Linked DNA regions of Nothobranchius furzeri: region 1 is linked to region 2. A link is a contact called in public Micro-C data. All regions are on one chromosome and are shown on one strand. The core of a region is the stretch at or near the end of the contact, and the rest is flanking DNA. Distances in the headings are between cores, read along the strand shown. Region 1 holds the start of dnaja3a (DnaJ heat shock protein family (Hsp40) member A3a). Region 2 overlaps coro7 (coronin 7).

Region 1 (5,801 bases), core at 476-2,975, 140 kb after region 2:
TCAAAGACGTGCATGAATGTTTAAACAGCTTCTCTCGAAAGAAAAATGAGACCTGATTTTAAAAAATGAAAAAAGTCTTCCTAATAATTCAGCTGATGGGTTAGAAATTATAGCACAGCACTAAGAGAGCTCAGGGCAGTCTTAGATTCTGACATGTTAAGAATCCTAACAGTAACATCAGACAAAGCATCACACCGGTTACCTGGAACAAGACGTGCCTCACTGGAAACAAGAACCTGGCAGCATGACCAAAGTTTGCAAATTTGCAAAGAAACACAGGAACAGAAAAAAACGAATCCCACCTGCTTTCCAGCACGGTGGTGGAGGATTAATGATGTGTGACTGATAACACCTGACAACCATGTAGTCGCTGAGCTGACCATTTGCTGTCCCCCGCTCAACAGCTGAAACATTGCTCAGATTAGGTCATAGGAGTACTAATCTACAACTACTAGTTTAATTATTTAACTCGCTGAGTTTTGGGTTTAACTGTAACGCACTCGCTCATATTTAGAAAGTGATTTAGCAACAGGAGCATCAAAAGACGAGTGGAAGGACATCTGAGGACAAAGATATTCCTCTTTACCTTGCTTAAAAGTCTCTCCTTCCTCCCCTGTGCCTGGTCACTGACTCTGCCTCGTGTCCTATTTTCACTCGTGCAGTGTTTGAAACGATAACACGTGACTCAGTCACGGTGACTGCAACAGCACGGCCAACTCAAGTGCAGGTTTAACATTCACAGGAGCAAGGCACCACCTCCACGTCCGCCAGTGGATGCAGGAGTTACGTAAAAGACAAAGTAAAAGGAAGCTGCGTGCTCTGTAACTTTGAACTGAACGAAGAGAGACAAACAGATTTGTATGCAAGACGTTTGAAATGTGGTCCAGACACGTCGACTCTTGCAACAATTGTTGTCTAGCAGCCATTCCAGCTGATAGCATCCAACATTTTTTTAATTCTGTCTTTCTCTCTGATTCCCAGCAAACCATAAAAAATCTAAACGAGCACAGAAAGCAGAGGATAAATTAACATTAGTAATAGACGTGTAATAGGTGTAAATTAACATACATCCCTATTTATGCTAGCTCTTCCATTCCTTTATTAGGTAATGTGGTAGAAAATGTGTTTTATATTCTCGTGCTGTCTCCTTGTTTTGGGCTTCCAGATGCAGGAAGTGCAACATCCCTTAGCGGACAGGCGTTTCCCAAAGTAGCTCTGCTTTTTACCTGTGATAGGGTGTTAGCTAGGAGAGCTTTTTATCTACCTGCTAGTGCGCTACTTACATCTTTCTTGGCTATTCTCGGAGTGGTGTTTTTGAATTTGGAGGTCTTAAACCGATTCATCTTGCCCTCTCAAACTGACTTTGGTGCCTTCCGGGTGTCTCAGTCGAGCGGGTTGGTGATACTGCACTGTGCTCCAGTTGCAGCTGACAGCTTCAGGTTTGCCGCGCAGTGTTTGCTCGCTTTGACTTTCCGAGCTGTCCGATTGGGCGGAGACTTTCCTCAGCTAACCAAAACGATACGGTTCTCTGTCACGTGCAACCCCGGAACATAAATCAGTTGCATCACTGATTACTTGTCAGCTGATTCTGAAACCAAATAATTAATAATTGAATTTAGTTGTGTCTGTTTTTACTTTTATTCATTATGTTTGGAGTGTTTAAAAATAAACAATTAAAAATTATATAAAAGTTACTATTTTACTCAGAGCGCAGTAACGCCCTCTCCGTCTTGGGCATGCGCAGTGTATCTAGAGCCGGTGAGAACGATGGCGTCTTCAGCTGCTATCTGTTCCTCACGTTGGATTACATCCGTCGTGTCCTCTGGACCTCGAAGGGCAGCCGGTTCCCTTTTATCCTCTGATAATGTGGGGTTCCGGCGGTTTTCTACCCTGGGAGAGGGGTACCTGTGCCGCGGAAGGGGCCAGTTGTGCGGCGAAGAAGGAAAAGCGTTGACATTGAGAGGGCTGTCAGGTGGTGTATCTCTGCCAAGGCTAAGCTAGGCTAGGCTAAAGCTGCAACTCCTTTCTGAAACGACGTAAAACTAAAACAACTACTTCAAAGTTAACCTATATTAGCCCAAAATCTCTGTAGTGGTGTTTTAAGTTTATAACACTCACATATTCACTCAAAAGCGCATTAAGCATGTTGTTTAAACGACATGTAATCAGGTCACTACTTTCTGACTGGGTGATCTGGTGCAGGTCATTTCTAATATTTAATTGTGCTTTTTGTTTTTATTTCGTTGACTACCTCCACCTTTGATATGATTTACAGTTTAGCCATGTAACAATAATAGCTTCCAAGATAAGTATTTATGTTAATACCAACGTGTATCTAGTGTAATGATTTAGAGTTGCCACAGTGCCACCAGCACTAGTGACGGCGCGTCCTAGCTGGTTATGTACAGTAATGTGTTAAAAATCTAATCCATTCCTCATTTCCTGCTACTTTACTTCCTGACTGTTGTAATTGAAGTCTTAGACGGAGGCAGTTTTACCCTTTTAGGCTGTTTTACCCTTTTCTTCAGTCCACCCACCACGGTGTGCTTAAACAAAAGAAAATTACTACAGTTGAACTCTCTCTGACCAGACACGGGTCCTGAGGGATGCTTTGTCCTGATCATCTTTGGATACCTGAAGAACTTTTGATCAAGATGACGTTCAAAGCAAAGTATAAAGTCGTTAGTTGTTGTTTCATAAGTGTATTTTATCATAATAAATAATCAGACTCACAGCATTTGAGACCGAGATGGACCTTATTAGGGTTTCTCCATAACTAACCTAACAGCTTCAGCTACAGCACTGTACTTACCCTCTCACTCTGTTGGACACCTTTCAGGCCTCAAACCCACCCACGCCGTATACACAGCGTCCTTCCACACAAGTGTCCCTTGGAGCAGCAAGCAAGACTTCTACCAGGTTCTTGGGGTACCTCGCACCGCAACTCAGAAAGAGATAAAGAAAGCGTACTATCAGGTCCGTTCCTGCCTGAGCGACCTTTAGCTGGTCTGCTATCTCAGTCATTGACGTTGTTTTCTGTGTAAACTAGATGGCCAAAAAGTACCACCCTGACACCAACAAAGAGGATCCACAAGCTAAAGAAAAATTTGCTCAACTGGCTGAGGCATATGAGGTTTGACTTCAGGCTTGCAGACACATGAACTGGAGTTTTCTTAAAATGAATGAATATCTTTTTTTAACCCTTGCCCTTTGGTCCTTGCAGGTTCTTAGTGATGAAGGGAAGAGGAAGCAGTACGACACTTATGGCTCAGCAGGGTTTGATGCTGGTCAGGCAGGAGGAGGGCAGCAATACTGGAGAGGACAGGCCAGCCACATGGACCCAGAGGAGCTTTTCCGCAAAATCTTTGGAGAATTTTCCGGAGGCCGAGGCTTTGGAGACATCAACTCCATGTTTGATCAGCCACAAGAGGTTAGAGGGATGTGGGTAAAGGAAAATAGAGGTGTATCATTTAGCGTGGTTGTTCACTGACTTGTTCTGATTTTTGCAGTATATGATGGAGCTGACATTCACTCAGGCTGCAAAGGGAGTCAACAAGGAGTTGCCTATCAACATAGATTTGACGTGCCCGCGCTGTGACGGTAAAGGCCATGAGCCGGGCACCAAGGTTCAGCACTGTAACCACTGCAACGGCTCCGGCATGGTAGGGACTCTCACACTTTGTTGTCATAATGTAAAACGCATTTCTAAACACGTGCTATCCGTCTGTTAGGAGACCATAAACACCGGCCCGTTTGTGATGCGGTCCACGTGCCGTCGCTGTGGTGGCAAAGGGTCAGTCGTCTCTACGCCCTGCACCTTCTGTCGGGGCTCCGGGCAAACCAAGCAGAGGAAGATGGTGATGGTTCCGGTACCTGCAGGTCTGTTTGGTTGGGTTTTCCTAATATCCTAAAATGAGCTGGTAAACCCCCCAGATGGGCTTTGTTTGTGTGGGTGCCCTGAAACTGACCCATGTGCTGCCGTCCTGCGTACGAGAGATTCTGTCATCGCTACTAAAGCGCATTTCTATAAAAGCCTAAAACACTGATTGAGTGAGCAATTTCTAGAAATCTTCATGAAAATACAACCATTTAAATTTATTTGCAAGGAGTGTAGTGCCATTTATTTGTCCTCATATCGGTACTCGTTATCATCAAATACTCAAAAGTGAGTACTCGTACTCGGTTTGAAAGTATCTGGTGTTAGTGCATCCTTATTTAAAATTTAATTGTTTTACTCAATATTTAAAATGATCTTTAAATACAGCTCTACAAAGGAAGATGTATCAGGTTGTGTAACAAATTGGTTTTCTTCCTGGAATAATTTCATAAAGTTGCAGCCTTTTGTGCTGCAGCTACACTACATTATGCATGTTTTGGTAAATGTCTTTAATCAGTCAGTATTTTTTGTGTGATTATTTTAGGGAGATCTCTCAAAGGTATTAGAACTACATCTTAGCTAAATAATGTGTAAATGTTTGCAGGGTATCCGCGGGTCTTTAAAAAGTCTTAAATTTACTTTTCCAAATTTAAGGCCTTGAAAATCCTTAAAAATGACAAATAATCCTTAAATACAGTTTCCAAAGGTCTTAAATTACCAAAGATCCAATAAACTAGATTATTTCATTTCTATGACATTTTCGTGAATTTCAGCATTTTTTGTGTACGATGTTGGCGTAAGCGGAACCGTACACATTCAGTTGGTTGTGAAAGGGGACTATTTTTAGATGAGCACGTTAGCTGGTTAAGCTAGTGGGAGCTTGCGCCATGGAGAAGTGCAAGTTTAATGGTAACTGGATGGCTAATCCCACGTTCGCGACGTGGTTAGCACCGGTTCCAGGCAATAGCCGGAAATTATAGCTTAAAATTAATTTAACAAATAGCTTAAATTTGGATCTGGATGGAAAGGAGTCAGTTGAGGTGGTTTGGGCATCTGGTCAGGATGCCTCCTGGACGCCTCCCCGGGGAGGTGTTTCGGGCATTTCCTGCCGGCAGGAGGCCCCCGGGTCGACCCAGGACACGTTGGAGAGGTTACATCTCCAATCTGGTCCGGGAACACCTTGGGGTCCTGCCGGAGGAGCTGGTGGAGGTGGCCGGGGAGAGGACAGTCTGGAGCTCCCTAGTTGGGATGCTGCCCCCGCGACCCGGACCCGGATAAGCGGAGGAAGATGACTACTAGCTTAAATTTTGTCAAAGTGGCCTTAAAAAAGGTCTTAAAAAGTCTTAAATTTGGCTCCCTTAAACCTGCAGATACCCTGTGTTTGGTGCAGTTGTTTACCAGGATTATCTAACTGGATCTGCATAGCCTCTGCCTTCTTCTATAGCTCGTTGGGTTTCTTCCTGTTTGCTGCCTTTTATCCAGATAACTCAGAAGTCGTGTTTAATTTTCTCTAGCATCAGTCACACTTGTGATTTAGTCCTGTGATTCCAGGCCAGTAAAAATATAAACTTTATGATTTATTTTTGCTTTAGGGGTGGAGGACGGTCAGACAGTCAGAATGCCTGTTGGAAAGAAGGAGATCTTCATCACATTTCGGGTTGGTGTCCTCTGGAACTGCTGGCTGGTTAAATGTTGGAACATGTCTGCTCAGCATTAGGAGGCGTTTACCCTTCCACACCATTTATGATTATGTGTCCAGGTCCAAAAGAGCCCAGTGTTCAGAAGAGACGGGGCAGACATTCACTCTGATGTTCATGTCTCTGTGGCACAAGCCATCCTGGGTGGCACGGTCAGAGCACAAGGACTTTACGAAACGCTGAATCTGTCTGTAAGTACTGATTTATATACTCCAGATTCTAGGATG
Region 2 (5,055 bases), core at 1,138-3,637:
GCCTCCTCACACTGAACATCTCTACTGACAGTTCAAAATTCTGTTCATCACTTTCAAAGCTCTTCATAACCAGGCTCCATCTTCCATATCTGAACTTATTCACATCACGACTCCTGTCCGCTCACTTTGCTCCTCAACTTTCAGCTCCCTCCACCTGCCTCATCACTTTGGGGAGTGGGGCATGCAGCCGCTCTGCTCCCCACCTCTGGAATTCTCTCCCCCCTGAACTTTGCACCACTCATCCTCTTCCAAACTTCAAATCCAAACTCAAATCTTACCTATTCAGATTATCCTACAACAGTTTTAACGTTTTTATTTGTACATTTCTGTTTCATATGTTTGTGTTGTTTTTGCTCTGTGTATCTGCCTTGTTGCCCTTGGCTGTCCTGAAAGGTGCTTTTTAATAAAAATTATTATTATTATTATTATCATCATCATCACAGTGTAAATAAAAAGATGTTTATGTACAGCGTACCATGCCAGAGAGGAGGAGCAGACCGGTGTCTTCATCAAAGAGGGGGATCACAATCCTGCAAGGAGAGAAAAGTGCATTTAATTCTCCAGGTGGAAGTTCCTCTTTTGTACCACTAGATGGCAGAGTGTGTCCAGTTATGGGCTAGGAGCGAACAGGGCATTCATGAGCTGCTGCTGAGTTTTCCACTGGCATTTCCTCTTACTTGGAAAATTCATGAAGTTGTTTATTTTAAAACCATAAAAAAGATTTAAGACTATTCTGCACTTGGAAAAAAAATAAGGATTGGAGCTGGAAACACCAGGCTTTATGTGGGGTGCAGCTCAGAGATGTTTGTGTGATTTCATCCAGAGAGATTTGTGGACATTCACGTGTTTAGCTAGTGGGAGCAAAGCCTCGTTCCCAGAGAAAACACACACATGCACGAGGAAAACATGCAAAACTCTGGTCAGAAAGCCTGCAGCCGGGTTTTAAACCTGCAACCTTCTTGCTGTTGGTAACAGTGCTTCTAACTGCACCACTATGCCACCCAGATGCTGAAATATTACTTATATTACTGTGTTCTTCTCTGATTAATTACCAACATAGCTTTCTGTTCCTTTAAAGATGTCTAGAATATTTAAGACCAGAACAATCAATCAACACATTTAATTTGCTGTCCCAGCTTCATTTCAGACTTTTATGCAGGTCTAAACAAGCGGAGTCACCTGCTGCCTTGTGAATTACGAGGGCTGGGATTTAATAAGGAAATATACAACTGGACTTCCAAAGCAAAGGAATATTTGCACACACATCGGGAATGACGGAAATGGGCCTTATTTTCTGATGTGTTTTGTGTCTCCTTGTGTTCCAGAGCGGTTTCTAGAACCGGGCCCGGCCGGGACACTTCCAGGTATCGGCTCACGCTGATGACCTCGTGTAATGGTGCTATTCTAAGGGAACAGCACTGGAGCCTGACGCCCGCTGACGTAATGCTGTCACGTTGAGAGCAGGAGGTTTGGACCCAAAATGCAGAATACCAGAACAACTCGGGCAGGAGCGGTTGAATAAATAAAAAGGATTTTCATTAGGATGACGAGCGAATATCCAACGGGCAGGAAGCCAAGCCTAAAGTCTAGAAAACACAATGGCAAAAACAAAAGCTCATTTATGAGCAAGAACCTATAGCAGGGCACCCCAATCCTGGTCGTGGAGGGCCGGTATCCTGCATGTTTTAGTTTGAACTCTGTTTCAACACGCCTGATTTCAATCAGCAGCTAATTAACAGGTTTCTGCAGAGCCTGATGAGCTGCTGCACAGGTGTTTCAACCACTGAATAAAGTCTGTTGGAGCAGAAAAACCACTAAACCTGCTGGATACCACCCCTCCAGGACCAGGATTGGGGACCCCTGACCTAGAGTTTCTAGAGGGGGCCAGAATAGCACTGACAAAGACAATGGACCGACACATACTGAGAGACAAGACAGGGTTTTATACACAGAGGGAAACAGGTAACAGGTGTGAGTGGAGTGTGAGCTGAAGGGATCAGGAGAGAGGGGAAGGAACACATTGTACCAAAGGGAAATACTAACTAGATAATATAAATATACAGAGAACTAAAGATAAGTGAACTAACAAATCTGAAATTAGACACCAGAACAAACAAAACACTAAATCTTCAACTTGGGAAACTATAAGAGACCAGCACCGAAAGAGAGGGAATCTATGGGGAGCTGGGGACCAAAGGGGCACAGACGATTTGGGGACACATGAGGGAAACCTAAAGGAAAACCTGGAGGGCGAACTGGAGGGGACTGGGGGACCAAAAGGACACAGAACATGACTAATGCTCCCCGTTTGACAACATAATGACAGGGTTAGTTTGGCAGCGTTAGCTGAAGCTCACGGTGACACGCACAGCCTTTCCAGAGAGCGAAACATGTCACAGGCGAAGGGAAGAGCGTGTGACAATGAGTCATTAATTCATCTGACCGGTTACAAACCAAGAGCCGTTCGCTTTTCTGTCGCCACGGCTCAGTTGATAATAACAAAAAGTTTGATTGTCAGTTCTACATTTCCGTCTGAATATTTTCACAGGAATGTTTTTGTTTACAGTTGCAGCTGACAAATGATTCATCGATGAATCATTCAGGTACAAAAGTCACCTGAAGCTAAGGACGGAGCCAGCGTTTGTCAATGGGTGACAAACGACAGAACACATCTTTGTTATTAGCAGCGTGCTGAAACAGGAGATCTTTTGCTCACACAACCTGAGTCGCACCTAACATAAAACCGCAGATTTATAGTTTATAAAAGAGTCAGGCAGCTGTATGGAAATAAAAATGAATACATTTCACCACCAAGCTGAGAAAGATCACAAGTTAGAAGGTCTGGCTTCTGGAAAGCCAAACAAAGAATGAAGAGATGAATCCGCTTATTTACACATGTGGTAAGAGACATTTATTTAGTGGTCCTTTGGTGTTTGTGCAGTAATAATCACAGAAACCTCGTTACAGGAGAAGCTCATAAATGAATGGTTTTATATAACGAACCCAAATGTTTATAAAAATGTCTGAGGTCAGAACTGTCTGGAGGTTTTAAATCCCAACTGGATTATTGAACGTTGTGTTGTTTGTGTCGGAGTATGAATGAATGAATGAATGAATGAGCAAATCTGACAGCAGCTGATGTGTGGACACGCTGACAGACTAGTCCTTCTAGTGACTCCGCTACAGGTGAACGGGCCTAAACCTTTTGTCCTGCCAGGTGCGAAATGTGAGGTAAAGCAGTCAGATCTTCCTCTGCTGGCCTTACACCTGGTGTGAGGTCAGTGAGCGTGTGGGCATGACTCAGACCTGAGTCCCCTTCCCCCACCCCTACCCCCAGGCTTGTGAAGTCAGCGAGGGGCAGCCACGCTTCATTAGGTCCAGTCCATATTCCTGTGTCCCAGTTGGTCCACAGGAAGCCTCTAAGCACCTCAGTCCCGTCCCCGTCCCCCCACCCCCCCACCTCTCTGAGGTCTTATCTCTGGTTTTCTCGCAGGAGAGAAACAAGTCAAGCATCTACATAGTAGCAGAGCCCAGTCACTGTTCATGCTCCACCTCACCTGCAGCCAGCTTTTCCCACACATTAAAGCTCGTGTAAACATGTACGCGGGAGCTAAGGATGCGGCTCACTCGTGTGTGTAATTTTAACAGAAACACGTTATTGCTGCTGTAAGTTCTTCATGCGGCTCTCGCTTGCATGGGCTCAGTATGAATGAGAAGAAAAACATTCGGACTTCATTCAGAAAAAGCTTTAAACAGCATAGTGAGTCCAGCCTCACACACTCATCTAGATAACTAAAATAGTTCCCTGAACCCAGAGGATCGGTCTGGTAGCACAATAAGAACCTGAGAAAACACCAGTAGCTGCTAAGTAAACTCCATCTGCTGGTGTCCCGAGACATTTCAGATTCCCCCAACACTGTGATGATCCAGAAATCCCCTCCCAGTTTCTGCAGCGCGGCTCATAGCAGAGTTTACATAAACCAGAGAGAGAGGGAGAACGTCTGCCATCGCCTCATACAGACCAGAGCCAACATCTTAACATGACCTTCTGCTCGTGACAGCAGCCTTCAGCACCAGCAGATATGATGGGTAAATTACTCGTCTGCACATCTGTGTTTGTGAGTCTCAGACCAATCAGCTAAATGAGGATGCTGTTGTCATTTAATAATGTATTAGATAAGAGTAAATCTCTGAAATAACTGACTAACGGAGGGCCAGAACCAACGGACAAGCGGATGACAGACATCTAAAGAGGTGAGGTAAATATAATTGGGCATCTGGACACACAGAAGGGGTCCACTCCTCCATAAAATACATCAGCATCACATTTCTTTATGAAAAAGCCCCCAAACCACTGCGTCCTCTTGTGTGTGAGCACCATCGACATATAAATATTGGACAATGGGTTTCCATAGACTCCAATAACACGTTTTTGTGCTAAAATGGGAGGTGGCCACCACCGCCACCGCCATTTTGACCGTGTCACAGGTTCCGTTAAGCCGAGACAATTCCACAAAAGGGAGGAGAGGAGGAGCTGAGGGTGGGGCTGTAAGGCTGGGATCAACTGACCACACCCGGTCGAACTAGCTACTAGCTAACCTGAAGCTAACCCAACGCTAACGCGGAGGTGGGAGCTAAGCTAACGGAGGTAGCAACCTAGCTACAACCGGAGCTAACTCTGTGGAACACCAGAGCTTCTGAGTCAGAGCTACGCCGGGCTGACTGCTGGGTAAAACCGGGTGGAACACAGAGGTCTCCAAGACCTCCACAAGCCGGCAGCCGCAGAGCAGACAAGCGCCGCTGCGGTCTGAGATGCGCAGAGCTGCCGCTGGGGAGAACCGGGTGGAAAGGTTTCCATCCCAGAGCTCCACAAGCCGATAGTCGGAACCCAGCTCCACCAACATGTTATATTTCAACCCATTTTCTAAAGTGCAGCATTATGTTAAATGCACTGGGTTTTACCCTATTACATTTAAATTTCATGGTTAAACAGTACATGTTAAAATCTAAGCTCAGCTCGGCAGTGACCTAAAATACATAAATATAATTTTACTT

The links. Hi-C and Micro-C count contacts between places; a contact is called where the count stands out from the background.
Region 1: a contact with region 2 is called in a Micro-C map of tail fin, with 7 times the contacts expected there. The contact joins the promoter of dnaja3a here to the enhancer-like site in region 2. A contact is called at or near these places in 2 of 2 Hi-C or Micro-C datasets (skeletal muscle and tail fin).

Annotation. Positions count from the first base shown.
Region 1 is chr12:57,925,595-57,931,395 of NfurGRZ-RIMD1, forward strand. It overlaps dnaja3a (DnaJ heat shock protein family (Hsp40) member A3a), which reads left to right and starts at 1,726. Exons shown (of 11, transcript XM_015945583.3): 1 at 1,726-1,972; 2 at 2,840-2,976; 3 at 3,050-3,133; 4 at 3,224-3,430; 5 at 3,510-3,662; 6 at 3,732-3,879; 7 at 5,470-5,534; 8 at 5,637-5,765. The coding sequence starts at 1,768. It overlaps coro7 (coronin 7), which reads right to left and starts at 1,463. Exons shown (of 28, transcript XM_015945575.3): 1 at 1,284-1,463. The coding sequence starts at 1,343.
Region 2 is chr12:57,786,159-57,791,213 of NfurGRZ-RIMD1, forward strand. It overlaps coro7 (coronin 7), which reads right to left. Exons shown (of 28, transcript XM_015945575.3): 10 at 476-530. Among protein-coding and RNA genes, the nearest start is that of pam16, 20 kb to the left of the region's middle. Within about 2 kb of position 2,388, at least 2 of the 3 cell types and tissues checked have an H3K27ac peak or open chromatin away from gene starts, as enhancers often do. A contact at or near this core is called in tail fin, where this site is marked.